Regions from separate parts of the Mus musculus genome. Here regions 2, 3 and 4 are each linked to region 1. The links are chromatin contacts, called in public Hi-C, HiChIP or PLAC-seq and promoter capture Hi-C maps. All regions are on one chromosome and are shown on one strand. The core of a region is the stretch at or near the end of the contact, and the rest is flanking DNA. Distances in the headings are between cores, read along the strand shown. Region 1 holds the start of Dab1 (disabled 1). Region 2 overlaps Dab1 (disabled 1). Region 3 overlaps Dab1 (disabled 1). Region 4 overlaps Dab1 (disabled 1).

What was found. Promoter capture Hi-C pulls out the DNA fragments that hold promoters and counts their contacts. Hi-C and Micro-C count contacts between places; a contact is called where the count stands out from the background. HiChIP or PLAC-seq counts read pairs in DNA pulled down with a chosen protein or histone mark.
Region 2: a contact with region 1 is called in a promoter capture Hi-C map of second pharyngeal arch cranial neural crest, with 4 times the contacts expected there. The contact joins the enhancer-like site here to the promoter of Dab1 in region 1. A contact is called at or near these places in 7 of 39 promoter capture datasets (the C10 cell line, cranial neural crest, embryonic stem cells and 4 more) and 1 of 115 datasets of contacts at active chromatin or transcription factors (embryonic stem cells).
Region 3: a contact with region 1 is called in an H3K4me3 HiChIP or PLAC-seq map of forebrain, with 5 times the contacts expected there. The contact joins the enhancer-like site here to the promoter of Dab1 in region 1. A contact is called at or near these places in 4 of 39 promoter capture datasets (hippocampal neurons, liver, pre-B cells and 1 more), 1 of 484 Hi-C or Micro-C datasets (cerebral cortex) and 2 of 115 datasets of contacts at active chromatin or transcription factors (VIP interneurons and forebrain).
Region 4: a Hi-C map of cortical neurons shows a contact between it and region 1, with 2.2 times the contacts expected there. The contact joins the enhancer-like site here to the promoter of Dab1 in region 1. A contact is called at or near these places in 8 of 39 promoter capture datasets (the 3T3-L1 cell line, cranial neural crest, embryonic stem cells and 4 more) and 1 of 484 Hi-C or Micro-C datasets (cortical neurons).

What each region holds. Positions count from the first base shown.
Region 1 is chr4:103,617,981-103,621,387 of GRCm38.p6, forward strand. It overlaps Dab1 (disabled 1), which reads left to right and starts at 1,520. Exons shown (of 18, transcript NM_001369047.1): 1 at 1,520-1,765. It overlaps Gm36604 (a long non-coding RNA gene), which reads right to left and starts at 1,074. Exons shown (of 3, transcript XR_376479.3): 1 at 476-1,074.
Region 2 is chr4:104,499,010-104,502,416 of GRCm38.p6, forward strand. All of the region lies in intron 5 of Dab1 (disabled 1), which reads left to right. Among named protein-coding and RNA genes, the nearest start is that of C8b, 270 kb to the right of the region's middle. Within about 2 kb of position 1,857, at least 15 of the 459 cell types and tissues checked have an H3K27ac peak or open chromatin away from gene starts, as enhancers often do. A contact at or near this core is called in second pharyngeal arch cranial neural crest, where this site is marked.
Region 3 is chr4:104,450,945-104,454,351 of GRCm38.p6, forward strand. All of the region lies in intron 4 of Dab1 (disabled 1), which reads left to right. Among named protein-coding and RNA genes, the nearest start is that of C8b, 310 kb to the right of the region's middle. Within about 2 kb of position 1,802, at least 31 of the 459 cell types and tissues checked have an H3K27ac peak or open chromatin away from gene starts, as enhancers often do. A contact at or near this core is called in VIP interneurons, cerebral cortex and forebrain, where this site is marked.
Region 4 is chr4:104,176,712-104,180,118 of GRCm38.p6, forward strand. The region is part of intron 3 of Dab1 (disabled 1); the gene reads left to right. Among named protein-coding and RNA genes, the nearest start is that of Gm36661, 150 kb to the left of the region's middle. Within about 2 kb of position 1,575, at least 4 of the 459 cell types and tissues checked have an H3K27ac peak or open chromatin away from gene starts, as enhancers often do. A contact at or near this core is called in cortical neurons, where this site is marked.

The DNA of each region.
Region 1 (3,407 bases), core at 270-2,769:
TACAAATCAACCCCACAGGGAATGCTACACCACTCACATCCCTAACTCCAGTGCCAAATCTACTTACTGACCTCTGTGGAGGTGAACCTCCCTGTCAGATGGAACCACCCACTCTATATCATACCACTGGGTCATTACCCTTGCTGCTTCCAGCTACAGGTGTACCCTCCTCCATCTTAGATGCCCTCAACTCATTCCTGCATGGGACATTTGCTCTGGCTGTTTCTTCTGCCCTGGAGATGAGGAGATGAGGTCCTACTGACGTAGAACTTGGGTTAGCAGTTATGACCTAAGCAGGTTCCTACTTGTTCCAGTTCCCTAGGTGTTCCGGTTGTTGTTATTGTGATAAAACACTGACCAAAGCCAACTTAGTGGTGTTACTTCATCTTATAGGTTTCAGTCCATCATTGAGGGAAGTCAGAGCAGGGACCTGGAGTAGGAATGGAAGCACAGACCATAAAGGGACTCTGCTTACCTGCTTGCTCTCCATGGCTTGTTCAGCTTACTTCTTAGACAACCCAAGACACCTGCCCAGAAGTAGCTCCACTCACAGAAGGCTGGCCTCTCCCACATTAACCCTCAATCAAGAATGTGGCCGGAAGACACGCCCACAGGCCCATATAATGGAAGCAACATCTCAGTCTGAGGGTCTCTCTTCCCAGGTGACTCAAGTTTCGTGTCAAGTTGACAAAAGCAAGCTAAGTAGCATCTCCAGTCACTTCACATTGCATGCCACCATCTATTTCAATCTTGGTGATCAATACCACTCAACAACTCTTCTTGATTTACTTATTTTCTGTGTCTTCACTGGAGAGAAAAGTCCAAGCCAAGCTGTACTCTACTCTATAAAATAGGGATTGGCATAGAACCGAGGTACGCTCACGGCAAATATTTACTGGGTTGTTGCTGACAGTTGTTGAGGGAAGGCAGGCTTGCATTGGAAGAAGGAAGAAATTAAGCTTTGTTTAGGGAGTTCCACTCTGTTTATCTCATTATATTCTCACCACAACCTCACAGAAAAGCTCATCTGATTCCCATTTTATTGATGAAGCAACAGGGACCCAATCCTCTGGTGCGGGCTGCCTCTCTCAGTGCCCACAAGCCTGCTCCCAAGGCGGCATCTAGAAACCACGTGCAATCAGGAGGGTGCCTCTGTAGCAGTAACCTCCCGTGCAAAGACCTTCCCTGGGAAGTGGCAGTTGGAAATGAGTTTCCATAATAAACCTCTGTTGCTTGCCCTAAAGCTCAGACATTCTAGGGAGCAGAGAGCCTAAGGAGAGCGCTGCGGGGAGACCAGTGATGGTTATAGACGATGCTGTGGTGATTTAGGAGGGAGTGGCAATTGGGTGCTGAGGGTCCTTTCCTGAGCAGAGCCCACACTGTGGCCAGGTGCAGCCAAGCCACTCTTGCCGGCGCTCGTATCCTTAGTTAGGTGGCGAAATGCTGATGGGCTCTCCTATTCGGGGGAATGCGGTAGTGATGTATAAGGTATGAAAGATGTGGCCTGCAGAGAGCCGGCACTATCTCTACTGCTGCTGCTGCTGCCACCGCTGCCTTTGCTGCCGCCACTACTGCCGCCACTAGAGCTGCCGGGAGTGAGCCTCCCTTCTTCCAGATACCCAGCTCCGTTGCATCTCCCGCTCCCTGGCCCCGCACGGACCTCCCCGCCCCAGGGAACAAAAGCAGAGTCCGGTCGCCCTGTTCTGCAGCCAGAGGATGATGTGTCGAGAGGGCTGAGCAGAGTGTGGTCTTCAGCGGCTGGAAGGTAGGAGAGGGTGTTGCGCCTGGCGGCCGCGGCGTGGAAAGCTAGGGTGGGCGCGCCAGGGCAAGGATGGCTTCAGTCGTCCAGCCGTCGGGTGGGCGCCTCATGGACCCTGCAGGGTGGTGGTCTGCAGCGCCGCGGCCGCAATGCCCACTGCGGGCCGAGAGTCGCGTTCCCGCAGCCACGAGGGAGCCCCTGCATGGGGACTGGAGGCGGAGGAAAGAAAAGTCTGAAGCCCAAAGCCAAGCGGTGGTGGCTGCAGAAGGGCTGTCCGCAGCTCTTGGACTTGGTGGCGCGTTTCGCCGCGCTGAACGGCCAGGCGGCGGCCGCAGTGTGCGCAAAGTTTTGGGTAGCGCGCAAAGGCGCAGGCAAGGGCCGCGCACAGAGGGGCAAGTTGTGGCCAGAGAGCTAGGGCGACCCTCAGGACAACCAGCGGGGTTTGCCTAAGAAGGGGACAGGTGGATTCTGCTCCCCTCCAGCATAGAGGAGACTGGGTTGGAGCGGCGTCGTTTTAACCCTTTGGTCCCCGGGGGAAAACAACTTCATCCGTGTTGGAGCCTGCTGGACCCTGGCCGCTTTGAGGCTCCTGGTTTGATCCTCCTGTGGCCGTGCGCAATTCTCTGCTTCTGTCGCGTTTTCATTTCTAGCCTCTTAGGTTTTAGCTGGCCTGGGGTCTTTCCCTAGGTCTGTATCCCTTGGACCATTGCGTACATGTTTCTCTATCTCCTCGCTAGATTGACTCTTGGATGCTGCTTTGAAAAATGAAATGATTAATCAATTAGGTTAGTGGTCAATTAGGCATAACCTTGTAGGAAAATAATTATGTCGGGCTCTCAGCTTCCACCGGTGATGAGGTGGGAATCGAGCCCAGGTACGGGGGCTGTTCCCAAATAATAGTACTGGGGCGGGGGCGGAGGGGGGGGCGGTTGCGTTCTGGAATTTAAAATTAAGAGGATGGTGACCACCCACCAAGGTGGTGGGAGTCAACGGAGGAGTGTGTGTGTGTGTGTGTGTGTGTGTGTGTGTGGTGTGGTGTGGTTTGTGTGTGTGTGTCTGTGTGCGTGCGCGCTTGCTTCAGTTTTTGCTGAGAAAATTAACCCTTGACAGACTAGTCTGGGTAGACTTTTCAGGCAACATGGTGTATCCAACGGCTTGAAGGAAAGGTGTGTCCCCTTGCATGCCTGACCCCCTAACACACACACACACACACACACACACACACACACACACACACCCTTCCAAGCGGCTCCCTCTGCGAATCGCATCACCTCGTAGTGGCTTTGCTGAGCTTCGGGAGGCTGAGTTTAGGGGACTGCCTCTTAGTTTCATGTAGAAAGAATCGCATCATTGCAGACAGAGCTTTCTGTACACTGCTTAGCAGAACACATATCTCCCCCGATTGTGTTAAATAAAACCGTTATTAAATGGGAGCAAAAGGGAGACAATCTGTTTCCAGGGCTGGGAAGTTCTGCTGCATAGTGAGGCTTTTTTTTCCCCCTTTCTTTTTTGGAACCACTGGTGGGGTTTGGCACTGCAGTATTACAATACAGCCATATTAAAAAGGTCTTCAGAGCTTAGAGCCCTCCACCGCCGCAGGCTCCTCTTCTATACACTTCCATGATCAACAGCTCCTTTGCAGGGTGCA
Region 2 (3,407 bases), core at 607-3,106, 880 kb after region 1:
TCTCATCTTTGTTATAGAATAGCTACATACCTTAGAGAGAATGCTTCCTATCTCAGTATTTATCTCCTAAGGCCACTGTGACAAATGACCCCAGGCTTGTCCACTCAGAATGACATGGATCTGGAGGCTTGAAGGTGTTGGCAAGGTTGAACTCCAGGTGGCAGCTCCGTAGAATCTGTCCTTGCCTTCTTCAGACTATGGTGACCACTGCCAGTCCTTAGCTTTGACGTCTGTCTTTAGTTAGTCTTCCCCTCTGGGTCTCTCAGGGTATACTTGACATTGGATCTCAGGCTACCTGAAGAGGAGAGAATGATCCCAAGATTCATATTTTAATTGCAGCTGTAAAGACAGTTTCTTTTTCTTTTTCCAATGTGGATTTTCAATATCTTTCTAGGGCTATTATTTAGCCTATACACTGTTTAAAGGGCTAATAATGTCTTTCATTGACCCCAGATTGGGTTACTGGACAGTTGAGCCGTATATTATTATAGACTGTGTGTATTTTGTGCTCTTATGGAGGTTGGCAGTTAACAGAATGCCCCTAGGCATCCTGGTAAAGGGCCATTCACTTAATGGTGGCTTCTTCTATTACAATTCACAAAGTATGGTTCATATTACATGCCCATGGTCCTGCAGATATAAAATATGTCACTTTCCTAACACACTGGGCATGGGCACAGGCAACACAACCATTATAATCCCTTGTGATAAGCAACTTTGTAAGGGTAATTGACAGATGCAGCTGGGTGATCAGAGAAGATTTCCCAAGGGAATGATGTGGGTACTACTTATACAAATCAATGGGTGTGGCCCTCTCTTCTCCCTCAGGGCTCTTGGTCACCTGCCAACAAGGATGGACAAAGGGATAGATTTGGAAGAATGGGACTTCCCATGGAAACGACTACCAGGATCAGCTTCAGAGAGGAGCAGCTCAACTTTAATTAGGGTGAATCAAGGGCTATATAGCTTTTGGGGAATCGGGTAGGGTGGACACATAGCAGCATCATTGGTTACAGCTTAGGGAACCTCATTTGCATGGAGAGACATGCCAGAAATTACAGGTGCTTTTTGGACAGGTTCTTATCAGGAGAAGGGAAGTTGAACCTGTAATCTCACCAGGGCTCTTCGATGTTCCACAGGTAGAGGATGGGGGTTTAAGGCTCCCCAGAAAAGACCAGAGGAGAAGCCCTGCTGGTAAAGGGAGTTCCCCATTTTGCAAGGAGCTCAAGAGAGCCTTCTAGACAATGGTAGTCTTTAACCCAACAGATGGGAACAAAGGGAAGGCGCATCCCATGCCTCCTGAGAAGCCACAGGCATTGAGTGTTTAGGAATTAGGTATTTCATGGAGATAGGAGGAAATTAGGAATATTGGAACATGGAGTTCTGGAAGCAAAGCTGTGGAGGTGAGGCAGCCACAGGAAACAAAGCCAGATACCATGTGATGCACACAAGGGAAAATAGGAATCCCATCTCACTGGGGATGAAAGAGAAAATAGTTTAACCACAACATGTGCCTGGTTATTGAAGAGCTCAGATCCTTGCCACCTCCCCCTGTGGCAGCATGCCGGCACCAGTTCAAGGCTTCCTTCAATTGCTTGCAATGTTTTAATCCTGCATTTTTATTCCCTCTGTATTTATTGGGAGACCCTCAGTCCAGGACCTCTGTTCTAGCGAGTGCCTCTGGGCTGCCTTAGACTTGGCCCCTTGATAGCTTTCTTTCAATGAGTTTTACTGCTGTGGGAATTGGGGCACCAAGCAACACAGCTGGATGGAATTCTTCCTGAAGTCTTCTCTGACCCCTGTGCTCCTGAATTGAGTCTGTTTACATAAGAAGGTAACATTTGCTTTGTGGGGGTCAAAGTGTACACATACCATGTGGGACCTATTGCTACTGATTTCTCTGGAGACTGGGGACTAGTTACACCGCAGCTCGCTTACTGGCTGTCACATGCTTTCTTATTGGTTTACATGTATAGATCCAGTTGTTTACCATCCACATGAGTGCTGCACTCTCAATAATTCATAGAAATGTCGTATGAAATTAATCTACAGTGAGAACTCAAACTTGACTAAAGTCAAGCCACCGTGCTCAGGAACGTCTTTGTTAACTGACAACATCCATCTTGGGTTTCTTTTCTTTCTTTTTTTTTTTTTTTCCTTTCTCGTGTCTCATGAGTTCCGAATTCTCCTGTAAGAGGAGCCAGATTGAGGAAATCATTAATCTCTGACAATTGTGTAGATATAATTAAAGATATATGATTATAAAAATACCTGCTATCTCAAATTACTTCCTAAAGGAACAAGGAGTGGGGACAGAGAGTGTTCTATTTAAAATGTCAGATTCAGGCACATTAGCTTGAGTAGTCAAAGCACTGTGTGCCTGTCAGTCATGAAAACTGACAATTAGCTCCATAAATAGATTTTACAGGCTGTCATACAAGAACGTACATCCTGCACCACTGAGGTGCATGAAAATTAGAACTGTATCGGCTGTGCTGACTCACAGGAGACTAGAAGGCGTATGAGGCAGAGGATGAGCTCTTTGGAGCACTTATGTGGTCCCTAGAGGCCTTGGGAATGGCTCACAAGGAGAGGGAAGCCCACTGGTTCCCTCCGGTACCCTTCCACCAGCTCTGCCAATAACTGTTTGCATGAACTCTGGCCACTCTCCTGTCTTCCCGATCTATTTTATTTTATCTAAAATGAAATTAATGCATGAGTGTCATGTTCTTCTGATGGTTGTTCTGGAGAAGCCAATGGAGCTAGAGGAAAAACTTGGCAGCTGAAAGAGGAAATACACATAGGTTAGCAGTTAACTTTCTGTTACCAAGGTGGCTTGTTGATAGTGACAGCCGAGTTGGTTCTATAGGCGCCAAGTGGCTGGTCAGAAGGCATGCTAAGTCTGGGGCCTCAAAATGTCAGAGAAATGACAAACTGAAGCTGAGCTTTCTTTCATCCAGTGAGAATGAATGCCCAGAAAGAAAGGGTTAAGGGATGGGGATGTCTGTAGATCTCCTTCCAGGATCTGGCCTCCATCCTGTCCTTCCTCTAAGAGCTCAGTCTTGTTTAAAATACATGACACCTGTGCCCCTAAGATTCCCTTTCCACAAAATGGGGCAGATGATTTTATAATCACATTCTCTTCAAGGCTGAAATAGCAAGAGCATCTAATACCAGGGATCTGCATAAGGAAATTGCAGTGCCACTGTGAAGCTCGTGATTGGAAAATATGACCATTGTCAGATGGGGAAGGGGACAGAAGCAGGTCAGAAGCAGCGCCCATCCCCTCCCCCCACCCTCCGTGCGCAGGGAGCAGCAGAGTTTTCCCTCACTATGTATTTCATTGGCTAGCTGTATTCCATCACGGAGTGGGGTTCTACACAGGCAGGGAGGTTTCCTCTTTTGTT
Region 3 (3,407 bases), core at 552-3,051, 830 kb after region 1:
TGGTTTACAACCTTTTTCAGAATCTTGATTAATAACGTATACACCTTAAACCAACTCGTGCTTCAAAAAAGCCATGGAATGGAAAAGAAATTGATGCTTTAAAAATGTAGTTCTTAACGATCCTAGCAGCATACAGCCAGATCTGTGGTGGTCTATACCCTGCTAAGTCTTAAGGTTTAAATTCATGGTTGAATTTGATCCTGCTCTGGGAGAGGCTGAATTCTGGGCCCTGGAGATGTGGCTTACGTATATGAAACGCCAGCCACAATGCTAGTCAACACAGAGAGGGAGGCTTTCTGCTGCATAGGGACTCTACTTTAGCTGTGTAGTGGTATCTACAGAGAAGGAGAATGCCTTCCAGAAAGTACTGGTTTTATTTTGTCCCCACCCCCATCATTTCTGGATGCTCAGGCTATGCACTTGTCTCCCATATCTGTCCATGACTCAGATAATCCTAACCTGTGAAGCCTTTCTTCCCTGCATCCATGTGTAAGCCTCTCTGAGTATCTCATCATAGGCCAGAAAGCATTGTATTTATCTTTCTACTTATTTCCGTGAAGTGGGGCAAAGAGTCAGTTATCTATAAGAAGTCAAGGCTTCAGAGAGAAACTTAGGGGGAATCTGGTCCTATTTCTTAGGCCTTGGCTATTCAGCCTGTGATCCAGTGTCACCTGGGAAATGGGGTAGACACAAACAATCTCAGCAGGATCAGAACAGAATGTGAGGGTTAAAAGCCCAAGCAGGGAGGGGCGAGGGGAGGAGGAAAAGAGACACAGAGACACAAGAGACACCTAGACACACGTACACACCTGCAGAGACAGACAGAGACAGACACAGACCCAGACCACAGATGCATACAGAGAGGCAGAAAATAAGTTGGGAAGCACTGGACTAACTAATTTGGCTTTGGAATCACTGGAGGATCTTTATAACCCCTTGGGTTGCCCCTCATAGAGGTGCTAATTCTACTGGTTGGGGGCCCTTTCAAAGCAATCCTGAGGGAGCCTGGTTGAGAGGGCCTCCTGGCAGCTGGCTGAAGTGCCACTATGCCCCTCACACTCATCTTGCTCTATTGTCATTTTCACTTATGTCCCCACTTAAACATTTATGTACTTTTTTTTATCCTGCGACTTTAATAAAACCTCTCTGCATAATCATTCTTGAACGTGAATGGCAATGAGTCGCTGCAGTTGCTTTAACGCCGATTTTGATGATGAAATTGGAACACATTTATGGAAAATCACAATCAATAGTTTGAAGAGCAGAGTCATAGAAATGGCAGAAAAATGATTCAGAAAGTTGTTAGTTGAGTGAGGTAAAAGCTGATGGAATAAATCAGGTGGTTTGCACAGAGATAAGTTAGGCAAGGAGAAGACATAGCTTGATCTCCCTTAATACGAGAGACACTTACAGGTCCCCCTCCCTCTGAGCCCTAGGCTACACAGCTGTGACATTTGTATGGCTACTCTATCACAGTACGATTATCAAATGCATTAATGAAAGTACAGTGTTCATTTAGATCAGGTACTGGACTGCCGTGTCCCCTGTAGGTACTGCACATTGAGGACTTAGTGAGCATCATGGGTAATATAGAAATCACACCATGGGAGGTGGAATGTGTTAGTGTGAATGACTGAAAAAAGAGAGGATGTAGCGAGGACATACATAATTGCTTTTTTTTTTCCCTCAGAATGGTGACCAATGTGTGGAAAGACTGGAGCTGTGCTGTGCTTCGCCACAGGACAGCTCAGAGGCCAGTGGGATTCAGGGAGGCAGGCTTTGGCTGATGTAGGAAAGACTTCGTGCCAGAGAGAGCTGTCCAATAATAGAACCGGCTGCCTGGGGAGATGGGGAGAGCGAGCGAGCTCTCTATCTTTGGAAATGTTCTAGCAGAGCCTGGATAGCCATCTGTTGTGGGTATTGTGGAAAGATTCCTGCATTTGATAGATGAATAGAATTGTGTTGTTGATAATAGTAGTAAATGTGTCTACTATGTGCTCTTTGCAGACACACTGCCGGGTACTTAGTCAGGCAAGTTTGTCTCCCTTGTCACCTTTCACCCAGGAAAGCCATGCTGGGATGGGGGCTGTCACTCCATTTGTGTAGATGAAAAGGATTCAGGGTGAGAGTTTGAACCCTAGGTTTTCTGACTCCAGGGCAATTTGTCCACCAGTTGTGTCTGCTTTTGACAATCTTATCCATTGCAGATTCCACGATGGATTTCATATATATTCGTTTACTGCATTCAAGGTGTCCCGTAGGCAAGCCAGGTAGGTGTAAAAGGCACTGAAGGAGATGAATAGGAAGTTCAGGGAGCTGAGAACAGTGGTCAGGTATCAGAGGGAGACTTGAACATCCTTGGCCATTGGATGAGAGGAACGGAGTTGGGGCTTATTTTTGTGAATGCGGAATATGGCATTGTGAGAAGTTTAGTGAGTTCCTATAAATTGTTTCCTTTTGTATAAGGTAGAGATGGAAACAATTCCTTAAAGGGTTTTGAGATTAAGTGAGATTTCATGCAGAGCATGCTCATAAGTACCTAGGAGCCTTTGATGTAGACAGTGGCCATTGACTTGCTGAGACTCCCAAGGTAGTGATTGTGGAGGCAGGAGACTGTAAACTCTGACTCCTATTTTCGAGGAGGAAGGGGGAAGCTGCTACTGCATATTGGAAGATAGGGCTTTTATTTGTTTGCTTCTTTCTTTGTTTTTGGTGTGTGTGTGTAATGTGTACTGTGTAATACGGAATATGTAGCATGTAGTATCATAAACTGTTTGGTGCATTCACAGTCCTATGTTGATTCACATGTTCCTCTGTGTGTGTGTGTGGTGTGTGTGTGTGTGTGTGTGTGTGTGTGTGTGTGTGTGTGTGTGGTGTGTGTGTGTGTGTGGTGTGTGCACGCACACGTGCGTGTGTAGAAGCCATTGCAGGGTATAGGGAGCCTTCTTCCATTGCTGTGTCCTTGTTCTCTTGATGCAGGGCCGTCCCCTCACTGGTGCTCACTATTTTGCCTAAGTTGATTGGGTAAAGAGCCCTTGAAATCTGCCTGTCTCATGCCCCCAGCTTTTTTTATATGGGTACAAGGGTCTTCCAGTCAGGTCCTTGTGCTTGCAGAACATGTGTTCTTATCCTCTAGGCTGTCTTCCTACTCTCATAAGGTAAGCTTATAGCCTCAGTATAAGGTTCTTTAAATGCCTTATCTTCATGGAAACTGTGTAAGAGCAATGTCGACCCTGGAGTCTTGAAACAGTGCCTGAAGGTATGCATTTGTTCCTGAGCCATATCTGGGTGCCAGTGCCGCCTGGCTGTGTGCCCTCCTGTACCATTCCTTTGTATGCCTCAGTTTGATCAACTGTAAGATGGGAATGCTTGTTTATCTTCCTTAGACCCATTTACGTAATAAGAAG
Region 4 (3,407 bases), core at 325-2,824, 560 kb after region 1:
CGGGGCTGGGTTATATCACTCAGGATGATATTGAATGGAACCATCCATTTGCCTGTGAATTTCATGTTGCCCTTGTTTTTAGTAGTTTTGTGTGGGGTGATAAATATGGATCTATTTGCTTTCCTCTGCATGCAGACATCCAGTTAGAGCAACATTTGTTGAATATGCTACCTTTTCACTATTGTATGATTTTTCACTTCTTTGTCAAAAATCAAGTGTCCATAGGCGAGTAGGTTTATTTCTGAGTCTTCAATTAGATTTCATCGATCAACCTATCTGTTTCTATACCAGTACCATGTGGGTTTTATTAAAATTGATCTGTAGTGCAGCTTGAAACCAGAGATGGATATACCTCCAGAAGTCCTCTTATTTTATAGTATTGTTTTAGCTATCCTGGGTTTTCTGTTTTTTCACATGAAGCTAAGCATTGTTCTTTCAGGGTCTATAAAGAATAGTGTTGGAATTTTGATGGGAATTGTGTTAAATCTGTAGACTGCTTTTGGTAAGATGGTAGGATTACTATGCTAATCCTACTGATATATAGGAATATATATATATATATATATATATATATATATATATATATATATACACACACACATATATATATATATGCATTTAATTGTGTCTGGCTCAATGTCCAGAGGTTTAGTCCACTGTCATCATGTCAGAAAGCATGGCTGCATGCAGATTGACCTGGTGCTAGAGAAGGAACTGAAAATTGTACATCTGGACCTGCAAGCAGCTGGAAGAGAGAATGACCCTGGGCCTGGCTTGATCATCTGAAACCTCAAAGCCCAATCCCAGTGACACACTTCCTCTAACAAGAACACACCTACTCCAACAAAGTCAGACCTCCTAATAGCACTACTCCCTGTGGGCCTATGAAGGCCATTTGCATTCAAACCAAAACAGCTTGTGACACTAACTTACAAATATACCTTCTAACAAGATCATTAGTTATTCCCTTGAATGGTTCACTTCATCAAAATAAAAATTCACTCTTGCTCCTTTATGATGACTTTGAAGACCTATGTATACCAAGGCCCTCGTCTTGGTCCCAGCATTGTGCCTTTGTGAATCCTTTGTTCCCTGTTAACCAATTAACCATCCTGTTCTATGATCCATTTACAGATCAAGATGCTCTTTCACTCAGTGTTGGATCTCCACTGTTTCTGCACATCTCATCTGACATCATCTCACCTCTTAGAATGAGATGGCATTTGCTCCCTAAAGAGTTTGATGGCTCAAGCATGGTGGATTAGGCCTTTTCTGCTGGGATGCTATGACTCCATTTACATGTATGTGTCTCTATCACTATCCATGGCCCTCTGAAATGGGGAAATACATCTTTTCTATTGTTTTCCTGATTGTTAACACAGTACCCAACACATAGTGAAGTGTAGGATATCTGATAAACAAATCTATCAATAGATTTGGCAAACGGGGTAGCCCTGTAATATTCTATGGAAAGAGTAAAATATATGCAAATGTGGACAGATGGTGTCTCCTCTCTCAATTTAAAATGACAAAGTGTATTATTAGTAAAGCACAAAGAGGAAAAAGACTGTACGTGGGAGTGCTGTAAAGAAACTGGCTGTTGAAGAGATGCAAAGACTTCAATAGATTTATTCATGCGCTTACAGATAGGCAGCTTTTTAGTCCATGGACATTTCATCATCCTGTACAATTGCTATTGACATGCCAATGAGTTCCACATTTTTCTGTCCATCCTTACTGAACTCAGGGCTCCTCTTGCATTCTCAAACATCTTCTGGATATATTCTGGCAGATTAAGTTTCAAAAATCCAAACCCGAATTTATGATTATCCTCTCCAGTCCTTCTCTCTCCAACTTCACCCATCTTTGTGAATGGCAACCCCAGTTTTCCAGGTGAGCAGCCAGAAACCTTTTTTCCTCTTGTCACACCATATGCCTCCTCCCCAGGCACACTGTGTCAGATCTGCAGCATAAAACATTCAGGACCTAGAGACTTCTCATCACTCTACCATTGTCTCCTTACCTCACGCTTTGTCTGCACTATAATAATAACCTAGAATTGCTTAGCTTTCAACATCGATCCATATTTTAAACCCAAAATCAAGGTATCCTTCAAAGATGTTTTCCAGTCTCTCTTAAAACCCATCTTGAAGTCCTCATGTGCATATTGCATTGTCTTTGGGGATTGTTAAAAGATAATGGTCTCGACTGAAGGCTTAACACATAGGCATCCATTAGATCATGATTCCAGAAGCAAGTTCAAAGTAGCTTCATTGCTGAAATATAACCAGAAGTCACCTCACTATGTCCTCACATGGTATTTCCTCTTTGCAGACACTGAAAGAGAATAATCATGCTGTTGGTATCCAATTTTCTTCTTAGATACCAGTTCTATAAACTTATAATGCCACCCTATAGCTTCATTTAACCTTATTACTTTCCTAAGGATAGTTTCTAAAAACTATCATATTGGCTGTTGGGACTTGTACATAAGAATCTGGGAGAGGGAGCTCAGAGGTTAAGAGAGCTTCATGCTTTTTAAGAAAAATCTTTTGGTTCTCAGCACCCACATCAGGCAGCTAACGGTGACCTGAAACTCCAGCTACAGGGATCCAACACCGTCTTCTGGCCTCTGTGGGTACCCACATACAGATGCCATACATGCACACACACACACACACACACACACACACACACACACACACACGAACGCACACACACACATACACACAAACAAACATTTTTAAAATATTAAATCTATTATAAAACAGAATTTGGGAGAGGACCTGACATAGCACAAATTCTTCTGTGATCCACAAAGCCCTGTTCTCACCACCCTCAGCTGCTCCAGGCAAACTGTGCTCTATCTAGCTCCTTGTACATATTCAACACAGTCCCACCCCAGTGTCATGGTATGGATATGCTTCACCCAGGGAGTGGCACTATTTGGAGATGTGGCCTTGTCAGAGTAGGTGTGGTGTTGTTGGAGTAGATGTGTCATCGTGTGCATAAGCTTGAAGGCCCTCATCCTAGCTTCCTTGAAGTCAGTATTCTGCTAGCAGCCTTCAGTTGAAGATGTAGAACTCTAAGCTCTGCCTGCTCCATGCCTGCCTGGACTCTGCCATTCTCCCACCTTGATGATAATGGACTGAGATTCTGAACCTGTAAGCCATCCCCAATTAAATATTGTCCATATAACAGTTGCCTTGGTCATGGTATCTGTTCACATCAATGAAACCCTAACTAAGACACCAGGTATACTGCACTGGCCATGCCTCCACCTGGACAGATGCAGGATTTTTACTCCTCTGCCCTTCTGGTGTCAAATGTAAGTGACATTTCCTGACTATTTTCTCTTTTGCCATCTTATATTAAACAGCACCCTTGCCTCTCCCCGATCCTGCCCA